2 separate regions of the Mus musculus genome follow, and region 2 is linked to region 1. The links are chromatin contacts, called in public Hi-C maps. All regions are on one chromosome and are shown on one strand. The core of a region is the stretch at or near the end of the contact, and the rest is flanking DNA. Distances in the headings are between cores, read along the strand shown. Region 1 has its middle 23 kb from the start of Coq2. Region 2 holds the start of Sec31a (Sec31 homolog A (S. cerevisiae)).

Region 1 (6,318 bases), core at 1,633-4,132:
CTAAGTGAGGTCAAGTCACCCCCCAGCCCACAAGCCAGGGTCTCCCAGTCACTCAGGACGTGCCAAGTCGACTGTTGCCCCGCCAGCCTCTAAGCTCTTACCTCCAGACTCACACTGCCTGCCTCACTGTCCCACACTGAGCAGGACCCCCTCGCCCAGGGCCTGTGGGCTTACTGTTCGTTGGCCAGAGTGAAAATTCTCACAGCAGGCCTTCAAATATCACTCTCTCAAAGACGCTTTGAATTTTCAACAAATACTGCCTGCGTTTCTTTTCATTCGTTTTAGATTTATTTTTATTTTATGTGATGAGTGTTTTACGTGCATGTACAAATGTGCACCGTGTATATGGCCCTGGTGCCCATGGAGGTCAGAAGAACATGTCAGATCCTCCTGGAATTAGGGTTCAGGATGGTTGTGAGCACCCCACAGGATGGTAGGAGGTCTTCTGCAAGAGCAACAAGTCTCTAGCCCTTCATAGTTTTCTCCTTATATCCCTATGGTTGTGCTGGCAGGGATGTTCACAGTGCCTACAGAGGCCAGAAAGCGTCAGAACCCTGGTGCTGAGTTAACAGACAGTTGTAGCTGCCCTGTGGGTGCTGGGAATTGAACCTGGGTCCTCTGGAATTTCAGCCAGTGCCCTTAACCACTGTGCCATCTCTCCAGTCCCACCTGTGCTCTTTCAATCCATGCTCTTGTTTGTTTTTTTTTCCTTTGTATTATCAATTACTAAATCGAGATATAGTCTACTTGATGTAAGCAACTCTTACTGATGGCAAGGCGACCTCAGTATATGATGCTGGACTGCAGTAAGCATCAGCTTGAGTGGCAGTAGTCCCCAAAGCACTCAAGAATGTTGAGAGGTCACAAGGTAGCAGCCCTACGTGCCTCACAGCAGCTTAGTGAGGGGAATCAGGAAGGAGCCCGTCAGGGAAACGCTTGGAGAAGAAGGAGATAACATCCAGGCAGCTGGATGATGGACAACCCCTGCTGTGCACCTGGGATGCTATCGCTGTCTGTTACCTCCCTGGGCCAAGGGGCCATCCGGCTCAGGAGATGAGGTAATGGGAGAGAGAATGAGGAAACTGAGAAAGAAAAGGGGGGCGGGCTGGGGGCCTAAGAGGGAAGAGTCCAGGTGCCCTATGAAAGCCCTGCAGAGCCCATCAGACAGTCTGGAGAACCCACCCTTTCCAACAGGGAGCTTTCTGCCTGTTTCAGCTTCAACAAGCATCTGACTCCCTGGGGGAAAGAGCCTGGACACCTGGACGGCCAGCCCTCAGGATAGGGATGTTTGAAAAGCTTAGCCATGGTCCATTAGCACGGCTTCAGTGAGAAGGGTGAATGTAACGAATTTCAATCGTATGTCATTTCCCTACGTGAACTAATGAAAGTGACATGGAAACAAACCTTAAAATGAATGAAAAATCTCAGCATTCTTGAGACACAGGATGGAGGAAATCACAAGCCCTCTCATTTGTAAAGATGCTTTGACTTAATCAAGTTGTAGGCTTTTGTACTTTCTCTTACTGTATTAAGACTGAAGATGTTATGTGGGTAGATAAGGGGGAGACGGGAACAAAGGGGGAGTAGGTTATAAGCTCTGAGAAGGACAGAATCAACCAAGCTGAGTTCAGGAAGGAGTCCAGTGGCTGTCCAAGTCCTGTCCAGGGCCACTCTCTCCCAGGCCAGGTGAGGACACTTGCTGATGTGACAGGTTAGGGTGCTGGTCTGGCCTTGGAAAATGTGCTCAATGGGGACCCTCACCCTAGTCCACTTCTGAGCCTGTGGATAGAACAAGAGCCTTGGAGCTCAGTGTGCTGCGTCATTGGTGGTGGGCTGGAGGCAGGACAGGAATCATATGACTGAATTGCATCCCGGTGGCCACCTCTCCTTTCTCCTGGTACCCATGCTAAGTATTCAAAGTCTCCACCAGACTGTAAAGGGCTCCGCCATCAGGCTGCATCCTGCTATTTCCCAACTGACTGCCCCCGCCCCTCAACACACACCCTCTTGGCTTGGCCTCATCGTGCTCCTTAAGTCACACTTAGCCGTCCTGATAGCATAGAACCCAGTCATAGGCAGGTGAGCCTGCTGCGAATCCTTGAGACACTTCAGGTAGGAGCCCTTAGGCACCACATTCTCATCTGCAGTAGCTGCCAACGTTTGGCTGAACTGGCTACGTCACCTCCTGTTATGGGCAGAGCCTTATTAACCCTACCAAACATTCACGTTTTGACATTCTAACCCTGAATATTTCATATGGCTGCATTTGCAGATTAGGCCTCTGAGAAAATGACTAACTTAAAGTTCTAGGTAAGCGGCTGTCCAGGGAAGATGGAGACACAAGGCAAGTGTGGGCTAGTGTAATGGCACATGCCTGCAATCCCAGCTTTGACAGGCAGGGAACTGTGAGGTCCAGGTCAGCCTGAGCTACAAAACCAGACCCCCAAAGCCAGACCACTGCAAACCGTGCAAAGACAGAAGCCCGCTAACAGCAGAACGGTGGCTAGCATCAAGGGCTCATGCCTCACTTCCAGCATCCAGAAGACCAAGAAAACCAATCTTCTTGCTTAAGGAGCCCCAGAAAGCCACTGACCCTTCCGTGGCAAGGCCGCACTTGAGGTGGAATCCACCTGAAGATCTCCTGCCTTCACCCCACTTCTCCCTCCACTCAAGCTCTGGCCCTTCCTGTGTCTGCTACTGCAGTGAGCTGGAAAAGGACCCCAGAACTTACTCATGTTACCTTACACGCTAACGGCACCGTACCTATGCCTGAGCTAAGGGCCAGGTAAGAACATAACCCTCTCGTGTCTAGAATACAGAGTAATCACAGGCGTTCTTTACACAGGAGATCAAAGGAAGGAGGAGGAGATGACATCACAGAAAGCAAGAGATGCAGTGAGGGAGGGAGGGGCCGCGGTCCAACACGTGTGAAAGGGCTCCTGTCTGGGACCCAGAGAGAGCCAGGCTGACTCCTTCACGGTAGCCCAGTGAGGCTGATTGGAGACTGGTTATTCCCAGAATTATAAGCACATGCACTTGATCTGTTTTAAGCCACTAGACGTATAACCATCTGTTATATATAAAATGAACAACTCCAACTCTTGTAGCTTATCTTCCAAATTCCCTGAGAACCTACCTGGTCTATACTCAGAAACAACGCTTAAGAGCTATGATACAGCCCTAGTCACAGCCACGTGGTTTGGGATCACTGGCTTAAACCCTCACTTCTTGGAGGTCTGGGTGTTCAAATTCGTTGAGAAATTTTCTGTCTCCTCTGTTAGAAAGGGAAACTCAGAGCCCTCCCCTGCTCCATCTCCACCACTGGGGTGTCCCCAGCACACCACACTGGAAATACTTGAATACTTGCCTTTCCTTGTGACGAGTGAACTCACCTTCGAGTGTCCCACGTGGTGCTGCCAACAGGCATGGTTAATGTTCTTCGAGGACAAACTCCAGTTCACAGTGTGAGGTGTCACAGCAAGGATGTTTTCATTTCATGTGCACAGGATCAAAACCTGTAATGAATACCGAAGACAGACATGAGAAAGGTTCTAGGTGATGCGCTGGTCACAATTTTGCTTTGCCTTGTAACAAACACTGGAAGGCTTTCCCTCCTAAGCTCCCCCTGCTCTGTCTCCACCACTAGAGTGTCCCCAGCACACCATACTGGAAACACTTGAATACTTGCCTTTCCTTAGGAGGCTTTCCCTCCTAAGCTTCTTGCTTGAAACTACCCTGTGAATAGAACCCCCGACTTGTCAGTGTGGTCTTTAAAAATAGACTTCCAGGTCACCCCAGTACCCGAGGAAGGTCTCTGTGTACCTACCTATCTGTCACTTTTGAGGATTGCAAAGTCCAGAGAAGATTGAGCATAATATTGTGAACCTGTTTGTGGCCTGAGAAACATTGTCTCAAGTCGCATTCCAGAAAGCTCTACATCTCTCTGTCCTCAGTGCACAAAGCCTCATTCCTGACTCCGGCCAACATGAAGATAAATTTGTTTATTCCTTAACAGTAACCAGGCAGGAATAAGCTGTTTCTTTTACAACCTGTGACTTCCAGTGGCACCGAATATTTTGCAATGCATTGTAGGAAATTTATGTTCCTTCCTTATGGCTTGTCTGGGTGCCTTTGCCCATTGGGTAACAGTTAATGTGGGTACACGCTGCCTTGATGAGTAGAAGTACCCAGAATCTGACATTAGACAGACTCCTGCTCTCGTTGATAAGATAATCGTTTTATTGGTAGAAGGAGGATTTTGGATTTTGTACTTTATACAGAACTCTTTCTTCTTTGGAAAAGGGGGCGTGTTTAACATCTACAGACGACCTGGTCAGTCTATAGTGGGAGACCCAGGCTGCTTGCCTCAGGCAGAGATGAATTCCATCTTCCGGAAGTTTTTAGGGTTGTGTATAGCACCGTGCCATGTGGTAGCCACATGAAGCTGTGAGCACTTGAAACATTGGCTCTTCTAAACCCAAGTTGTCTTTAAGTGTAAAACACACACTTAACGATGAAAACTTTGTATTAAAACCCACAAAATACATGGGCTGGCTTTGAATGTCTGATCTTCCTTCCTGCCTCAGATGGGATTGCATGTTTTTTTTTACCACCATGCCTGGCTCCCAAATGCATCCCTTTGTCAGATTCCAGCACATAAGCACAGGCTGAGAGACAGATGCTTCCCTTTGAACGATGGTACCAGCATCCTCTCTCTTTGTTTCCAGGACTCACCAAACTCCGGTCGAAAGCCTGAGCTTGAAGAAATAGAACACGTTTTTGTCACATGAGAAGTGTAGGAAGAATGAACCTTTGAGTCCACATGGCTCCTAACAGTACAGCTCAGCAGACCATTGAGACTTCTCCAACCCCAGCTTAGTCATGTTTATGCTAGAATTTAAATACTTTAAATAATGCTAACCTCGTGGTGGCGGTGGCGGTGGCGGTGGCGGTGGCGGTGGTGGTATGAGAATTGTATGGAGCCGGGTGTGGTGGTGCACGCCTTTAATCCCAGCACTTGGGAGGCAGAGGCAGGCGGATTTCTGAGTTCGAGGCCAGCCTGGTCTACAGAGTGAGTTCCAGGACAGCCAGGGCTATACAGAGAAACCCTGTCTCGAAAAACCAAAAAAAAAAAAAGAATTGTATGGGAAAACGGTTTAAGACTCATGGCAAAACCTTATGCATCTGCATCTGCATCTGCTTGTTGTTGGTTTGTTGGTTTTTGCCAAAATAGAGATCGAATGTAGAGTCTACAAATGCTGGGCAAGTCTTTACCACTGAGCTATATCCACAGCCCTCTTTCTTATCTTATTTTTATTTTGAAGGAAGGGCTCACTAAGGTGCCCAGGTTGGCCTTTGACTCAATTCCTCAGTTAGAGTCCTGAAAATTCAGTCCTCCTGTCTCAGCCTCCTCAGTAGATGGGTTGGCAGGCCTGTGCTACCAGGCCCAGATTCATGGTGCAGTAAGCAGGCTCAGGCACGAACTATGAGACGAGCTCAGGAAACTGTTCGAATTGATTAAGTACCTACCTCCCTGAGCCTGACCCGGACAGAACTCAATAACAAACCACCTACTTGACATTTTTATTTCAACACCAGAAATGTGCTTCCCAACCTAGCATGTTCAAAACTGAATTCCCCTTTCCCCTCCCCTCAGCCTTCTTCCTGCCCCCCACCATCGCCCCCACCCCCACCCCCCACCCCGTGCTCTCCTAGCAACCCAATCCCTTCTTCCTTTCTTCTGGCTAAAGCCAGGCAGTTATCAGTGACTCCTCCCAAATGCAGAGCCCCCGAGCTCCACCTCCAAACTCCATAGACAGCCACGCCACTGCCACCACACTGGCCCACGTCACTATCTCCCCTCCTGTGGATAACTGCAGTAGCTTCCTAATTAGTCCTCATCACCACCACACTCTTCCTCCCTTCATTACAGGAGCCCTTTAAAGCTTTAGGTGGCGGCACAACATCTGCCCACTACTCAGAACCTCCCAGAGACTCCCAGCCTCCCTCAAGGTGTAGCTGAGGTCCTGGGCATGGCCTTGTGTGGTCAGACTCTGGTTACCTGCTGTGCCCCTCCTCTGCCACCCTCCCTCAGTTCTAGAAACACTCGCTCTCGGAGGTTGCCATGGCTGCCCTCCCTCCCTTCCCACTTTCATCTTTGCCATCTCCCCAAACCCCGCTGTCTCTGTTGTCTGGACTCACACAGCACACGTGGGCCTAATCACGCTTTCCCCGCTTTATCTATCGATAGGAAGCTGATTTGTCTTTATCGTCTGTCCTCACCAGTAGCTAAGCTCCACAGGGCGCCAGGTGTTTTCT
Region 2 (6,318 bases), core at 2,464-4,963, 240 kb after region 1:
AATCAAGTGGTCAGGGCAACTTTCTGGTGACACCCAAAGGTCCCCAGCAGGGGTGTCGGGGACCAGTGTTCCTGGTCTTTGTAGGAGAGTTTATCATTCCTGCCTGTTAGTTGTGTCTGTAGTATGTCACACTGCCTTGCTTTGTCTGGTAGGGACCTGCTGTCCCCTTTGTCAGGCAGCTTGTCACTTTCCTAGGCTCCTCGGGTTGGCAGCCACTGAGGGGTAGAATCTGCGTACCCAACAGGCTGTACCTCATCCAAACCTCCATCACTTCTTTTTTGCTGCACTGTCTTTCCCTTCTGGCCTGCATCACTGGGACCGAATCCATCTGAGGACTTTATGACATCTCATCCAGTAACTGGAACCCAGGGTTCATGACCTTGTCAGGAGTCTTCCATAAGGTAAAACACCCCTTTAAGAGGGTTGTCCCTTGGATATCGATTGGGCCCTTGATCTCTTGGGGATGCCCTGTTAGTTGGGGTCACTGATTGATCCCCTTCCTCCCCAGGGGTCAGGCCTCTTCTATTGCTGTAGCCTCGGCATTGGGAGGTAAGTTTCTGGAACTTCCTTAAGTGCAATCATTTCTTCACAATACAAATTCCAGTTCTAGGGCTGACTTAACAGTCATGGGCTACTTGTGTTCCTCAGCTCACTGTAGGCTGCTATGTCTTCTCAAGAGAATGCTAGCACAGGCTGAGCATTACCTCCAACTTGTCTTTGTGCCTCTCTCCCACACACTGGCATTATAGGCATGTGCCACCATGCCTTGCTCTTTCCCTCTTCCTCTGTTGTACCCATCTTCTAAAACCCAGTGAAACAAAATAACCAGTTGCTGACACAACGCAGGAGGCTCCTAAGGTTGTCATCTCCTTTCTGGTCACATTTACCCCCTAAAGTCAAAGTGCAACTAGCTTACATAATTGGAGCCCAATGCCCGTCTTGGCAGTTGGATAAAAGCTAGTCATGACTGGTGCTCCTGTAAGGACAGCTTCAAGATTTCATGTAAGGGCTGGAGACATAGCCTAAGGTTAAGAGCTAATGTTCTTTTCAGAGGAACCAAGGATGAACTGACGCCTGGATCAACGTCCACCCGACCTTTCCATAGACACATAGTTAAGAGTAAAAAGATTTCATGCTGCCTGAAGCTCCAGAAGAGACCTAAACAGCCACAACCAGGCCTTTCTGAGGCGCTGCAGGATGTGTGACAGCAATGCCACAGAGAACACTAACCAGTCAGACTTGTTCTTTGCATCGCAGGAATCAAGAGCTGTGTGACAGGCAGCGAGCGCTGCCACCTCTCCCTGCAGTCTTCTATCTGAATGGTGAATTTTACTGACTCTATCCACCACATAGGTGTTTAGTTACCTCCATTCTGGCTTCAATGAGTAGAGTCTGGAAATGAACTTTCTTTCTGAAAGTTTCATTCTCATGGAACAAGGCTTGATTAATAAATTGACTGAGATGAGCTAAAAGACTTGTGAATGGTACTAGGTTTTCCTTGATAGGGGCAGGTGGTCCTTTGCAAACTCTGATATTGTACAACTATCACTTTACCACCAGTCCCCCACAGTCAACCTGGTGGTACAGGACTGAATCCCAGCCACTTAGACAGGTTAGCAAGTTCATGGACAGCTGTTGGTTATACCAGGGATCACTGCCTGTCTCCGTCCCTCTACTGCTGGAGTGACAGATGGTGGCTGCTGCCCTAAGCTGATACATAGGTCCTATCCTCATGCTGGGGTGGGGTGGGCCGGGCCACCATTTTCTCAACTCTGTAAACTTGCTTTTTAAAGTGAAATACATATGTAGAACACAGAGGGGGTGAATAAAAGACATGTCCACTTTCCAGTACTTCTGACTACCAGCTTGTTGCTAGGGATCAAACAGCTTTGTGTATGCTATGCAAAAACTCCCACTATAAAGTATACCCTCAGCATGGAAAGACAAGGAGTCACCATGCAGTTCAGGCTGGCCTCACAATCTTCCTGCTTCTGCCTCAAAGTCCAGCTTGCTGATACCTTGTGTTCAATAAAGAAGCATCACTAGCATTACTTTCAGCCGGGCGTGGTGGCGCACGCCTTTAATCCCAGCACTTGGGAGGCAGAGGCAGGCGGATTTCTGAGTTCGAGGCCAGCCTGGTCTACAGAGTGAGTTCCAGGACAGCCAGGGCTACACAGAGAAACCTTGTCTCGAAAACCAAAAACAAACAAACAAACAAAAATTACATTCATGTAAGGAGTCTATAAGCAAGGTGTTACAGGAGACTTGGGTGTGGTCAACAAGGGTAATAAGTTAGGAGATCTCAGTTCAGTCCAGGTGCTAATAGTTTATGACAAGTGATTTTCATCTGGCTTGAGTTCACTGATGAAATAATCCCACCTTAAATTAAAAGTACAACCAGGCAGCACATACGTTAAGGTTGGGAGCTCTAAGGGAGATAGTTTAAGTGTCTGGGACCAAAGGGTCCCAAACCAACCCCATCTTGTTAAAATGTACAGAAATGTACTAGACCTAGCTTAAGTTGGGATAGAGAATTTCAGCACCTAATTTCTTTTGTTGTTTATGGTTTATTCACTTTTTATGTGTTGAGTGCCTGTATTTATGTATGTGCTTTATTGCATGCAGATATTGCTGGAGGTCAGAAGATGGTGTAGGGTCCTTTAAAACTGGAGTCACAAATACTTGTGCACTGCCGTATGGGTTCTGTGAAATAAACCCAAGCCCTCTGTAAGAGCAGCAAGTGCTCTCAACTGTTAAGCCGTCTCTCCAGCCTTTGGTGGTGGTGTATTTTCTTTTGCTTTTCAAGAAAGGCTCTCTTGCAGCCTAAGGTGACCTGGATTTAGACTAGCCTCGAACTCCTGATCTTTCTGCCTCTACTTCTTGAGTGTGGTGGCATCATATGCATGGGCCCAATTCAGCACCCATTTCATTCTTTTGCTCTACAGACCAGCTTCTACATTTCCAGTTACTGGTTTATATCTTTATCTCTATCTATCTATCTATCTATCTATCTATCTATCTATCTACCTACCTACCTACCTACCTACCTACCTACCTACCTACCTACCTATCTATCTATCTATATCCCTAAACGAAAATCTCAATGCTCCAATCTGAGAGCAACACACACACACACGCTTATTTTGTTCCGGTAGCCCAGGGCGAGTGCTAATAGGTTTGAATACCATGGATAGCTACTGAAATATTAAGAATATGAACTTAATTCGATATACCTCACTCACGCAGCTAAGCCTCTATAGAGTATAAGCCTTTGGGTGTGTGCGACAAAATCACGTAAGTTCTCAAAGGGAAGACGCAAAACCAATAATTAACTTAGCCGAGTCACAAACTGAACCGGTCCTTGCAGCCAGTTTTCGCCCGCCTTGTCTAGTGTGGGTATTGTCGCCAGCAGCTGCTGACGCCTCACAGGAGTGCTACGTGGCGTCCTCGCGGTCACCGCTCTCCTTCCCCGACGGAGACGCCCAGCTCGACTTCCCCTTGATCTACCGCCAAGCGGATGCATCCTGAAGTTTAGGCGCCTCCTCACGCCGCGCGGCTGAATCCTTACCTCCGGCCAGACTAGCCTACCGGAGTGGCTGCTCCCGGAAGTGCTGTCCCGCGGGGTGGGAGGAGCGAGCCGCTGCTCCCGGAAGTGCCGGCTGGCCGGGTGGGCGTGGCGAGTTGCCGCACCCGGAAGTGCCGGCCCGCAGGCGGGGCTGCGGCTGCCACGTTGGAGCGGAGCGTGGAGGTGGCCCTGGGCCGCGGAGGAGGGGCGGCGGCGGCGGATCCGGGGAGAGGCCGACGCTCGCCGGCTAACGCAGGACAGGTCGCTGAGGTCCGCCAGGTGTGTCCGCCGTTTGTTTCCTGCCCCTCGCCAGGTTCGGTGTCCGCTGCCGAGGCCCGAGGCCCGTTCTCCGCTGACGGCGCGCCCCCGTCTCGTTTCGGCCCCGCCGGGACAACGCCTGGAGTCGCAGCAGGCGGGTGATCGTGCCGGTCATCCTCTGCCGACGTTTCCAGGCTGCCCTGCTCGGGAGTGAGTTTGAGGTTAACCTTTCAGTCCCTGTGCACAAAGTGGTGCGATCCCCAAGGGCATGGAAGGGAAACAGACCTCGGGATGATTTCTTTGACTTCACCTAGGTTGAGATTTTTGTGTTAAGTTGTGTTTGAACTGTTGCCAGATTTAAAGGACCATAGATTTGAAAGGAAGGCTACTGTCGTTTAACTAGGACTGTATTATTTAGCGACAGCAGTCGCTAATCACAGCCGGTGCTTCAAAAGCATATGATTTTGCTGCTGTTGTATTAAATTACATTGTGAGGCAGTTGTAAAATAACTGCCTGGACTTGTGGGCATGTAAACTTTTTCTGTGAGCTCGTAGAACTAATTCTGCAGGTCTTCCTGGAAGTTGCAAGAGTTTTTTTGATAGTTCCTCCAAATTGTTAAACTATACAAAGTTGAAACTTGGCTCTTTGTCTACAATTGTAACTCTTATATATATATATATATTTATATGTATAAATAAAATTAGAAGCTCGCTCATGTGACCGTATCCTCTATATCCTGATTATTCAGGAGTTGGATAAAATGTACTGCCCTTTTAAGTAATTCTGTCCTTGTTTCTCTTCGTTACAGCAAACCAAGAAAGGTTTGCAGGGAATAAGAACTTTTGGATAATTTCTATCTTAATTGTGAATGTTACACATTGTGGAGTCTGGAAATGTGAGATTTGCGATGAGATTTGGATTTCACTGGTAAATTTTGTAAACAGGTTTTTTTCCCCCCCTGAAACATGTAAGAGTAGAAAGATATTTGTGAACTGTTAAAGGCAATGGCTATCAGTCTTTTGGCATTTTCATCCCCCTTTGGAAGCATCGGGCTTTTCCTAGAAAAGCATGCGCACACTGTATGCACATACCTGGGTAGGATTTTCTGTGTAATTTCATGAGGTTCAAAAATCCCGCATTAAAGACTTGTCAAGTGATACAGCAAAATTAATTTCTTTTTGTTTCTCCCTCTCTTCTTCCCCGTTTCCTTCATTCTTTGAGATAGGGTCTCTTGTGGCCCGGAGTAGTCTCAGACTTATTGATTAGCTAAGGATGACCTTGAATTCTGACCCTCCTTCTCTAACCTCCGGAGCTGTGGGATTTCAGGCATCTACCATCACACTGGAAGTATTTTCTTTTATTGTAGATTAACTTCTTCTCCTAACATTTTATCTTGTAGATTTATAAGATAACATGCAGTTCTGCAACCGCGGTTGATTTTTTTTTTTTTTTTTTTTTTTTTAAGTTTGGTTGAGTGAAGTGAGCCTGGAACAGCTGATAGTGCTAAGGAGCTTTTGGAGAACAAATATTCCTGTCCTTTGTGAGTTATTCTGCCCACGTGGACCTTTACTAAAAATGGTCCCAGGCTCGGGTTTGCACTCTCCGTATAAGAATCAAAGGTGCTGAGTCTGTCACCTCTGAGGTGTGGGGCAGCTGTTTGCAAGGTTGCTGTTTTTGACAGAATAGTACTGTTGGCTTTCATGTTGCTACATAAAACTTGCAATGTGAAAATGAGTTTAGAACCGCAGAGGTGGCTCATCGGGAGCACACGCTGCTCTTCCTGGGGATCACCAACATCAGGTGGCTCTCAGTCACCTACAAGTCACCTACATATACACAAACACATATGCATATGATTTAAAAATACTAAAAAAAAGTCACTAGAAAGAAGAAAGTTTCTACTTAGTTCAATGTAATTATCATGGAGAGAAAGTGAGTTAAAAAATAGAAGTTCTTGTCTGGAACATAATGTTCCTCAGATGTTAGGTTTTGGGTGGTTTTGTTTTGTTTTTTATTGATGGGAGAAAGGCCCAGGACCTTGGATATTCTAGGTATGCACTGTGAGCTGCATCCCTAACTCTTGCTTTGTTTGTTTGCTTGTTTTTTTAGACCTTATCTGTTTAGCCCAGGCTGGCCCAAAACTGCTGCTCTCCTACCTCTAGTCTCCAGCACTAGGGTTACACTCCTCTGTGTGCCACCTCACCTAGCACGTAGATGTATTCTTGAAGACTTGTTGGGATAGACGGTTTAAATTGTGAATTGAGAACAAGAAGCATCCTTAATGGATAAGCCTTTTCTCCCATCCCTTTAAATTGTGGTTTCAGAATAGTTAGTTAATTGTATTTATTTACTATGAGCTAGACAGTGTCCTAAACATTTAATTCTCACAAGCTATGATGTGGATAGCTTTGTGGGGGAGGAGCAGAACCACAAAGATGCAGTGATGTGAGGGTTGGAGCTGAGACTTAGGCTGAGGTTTCAGCAAAGGGTGTCT

Evidence for each region. Hi-C and Micro-C count contacts between places; a contact is called where the count stands out from the background.
Region 2: a Hi-C map of CD8 T cells shows a contact between it and region 1, with 3 times the contacts expected there. The contact joins the promoter of Sec31a here to the enhancer-like site in region 1. A contact is called at or near these places in 18 of 484 Hi-C or Micro-C datasets (B cells, CD4 T cells, CD8 T cells and 10 more), 8 of 115 datasets of contacts at active chromatin or transcription factors (bone marrow-derived macrophages, embryonic stem cells, extraembryonic endoderm stem cells and 3 more) and 2 of 9 other capture datasets (adipose tissue and liver).

The regions. Positions count from the first base shown.
Region 1 is chr5:100,648,260-100,654,577 of GRCm38.p6, reverse strand. No RefSeq gene overlaps it. Among named protein-coding and RNA genes, the nearest start is that of Coq2, 23 kb to the left of the region's middle. Within about 2 kb of position 2,882, at least 21 of the 459 cell types and tissues checked have an H3K27ac peak or open chromatin away from gene starts, as enhancers often do. A contact at or near this core is called in CD8 T cells and regulatory T cells, where this site is marked.
Region 2 is chr5:100,413,629-100,419,946 of GRCm38.p6, reverse strand. Sec31a (Sec31 homolog A (S. cerevisiae)) reads left to right here and starts at 3,713. Exons shown (of 28, transcript NM_026969.1): 1 at 3,713-3,844.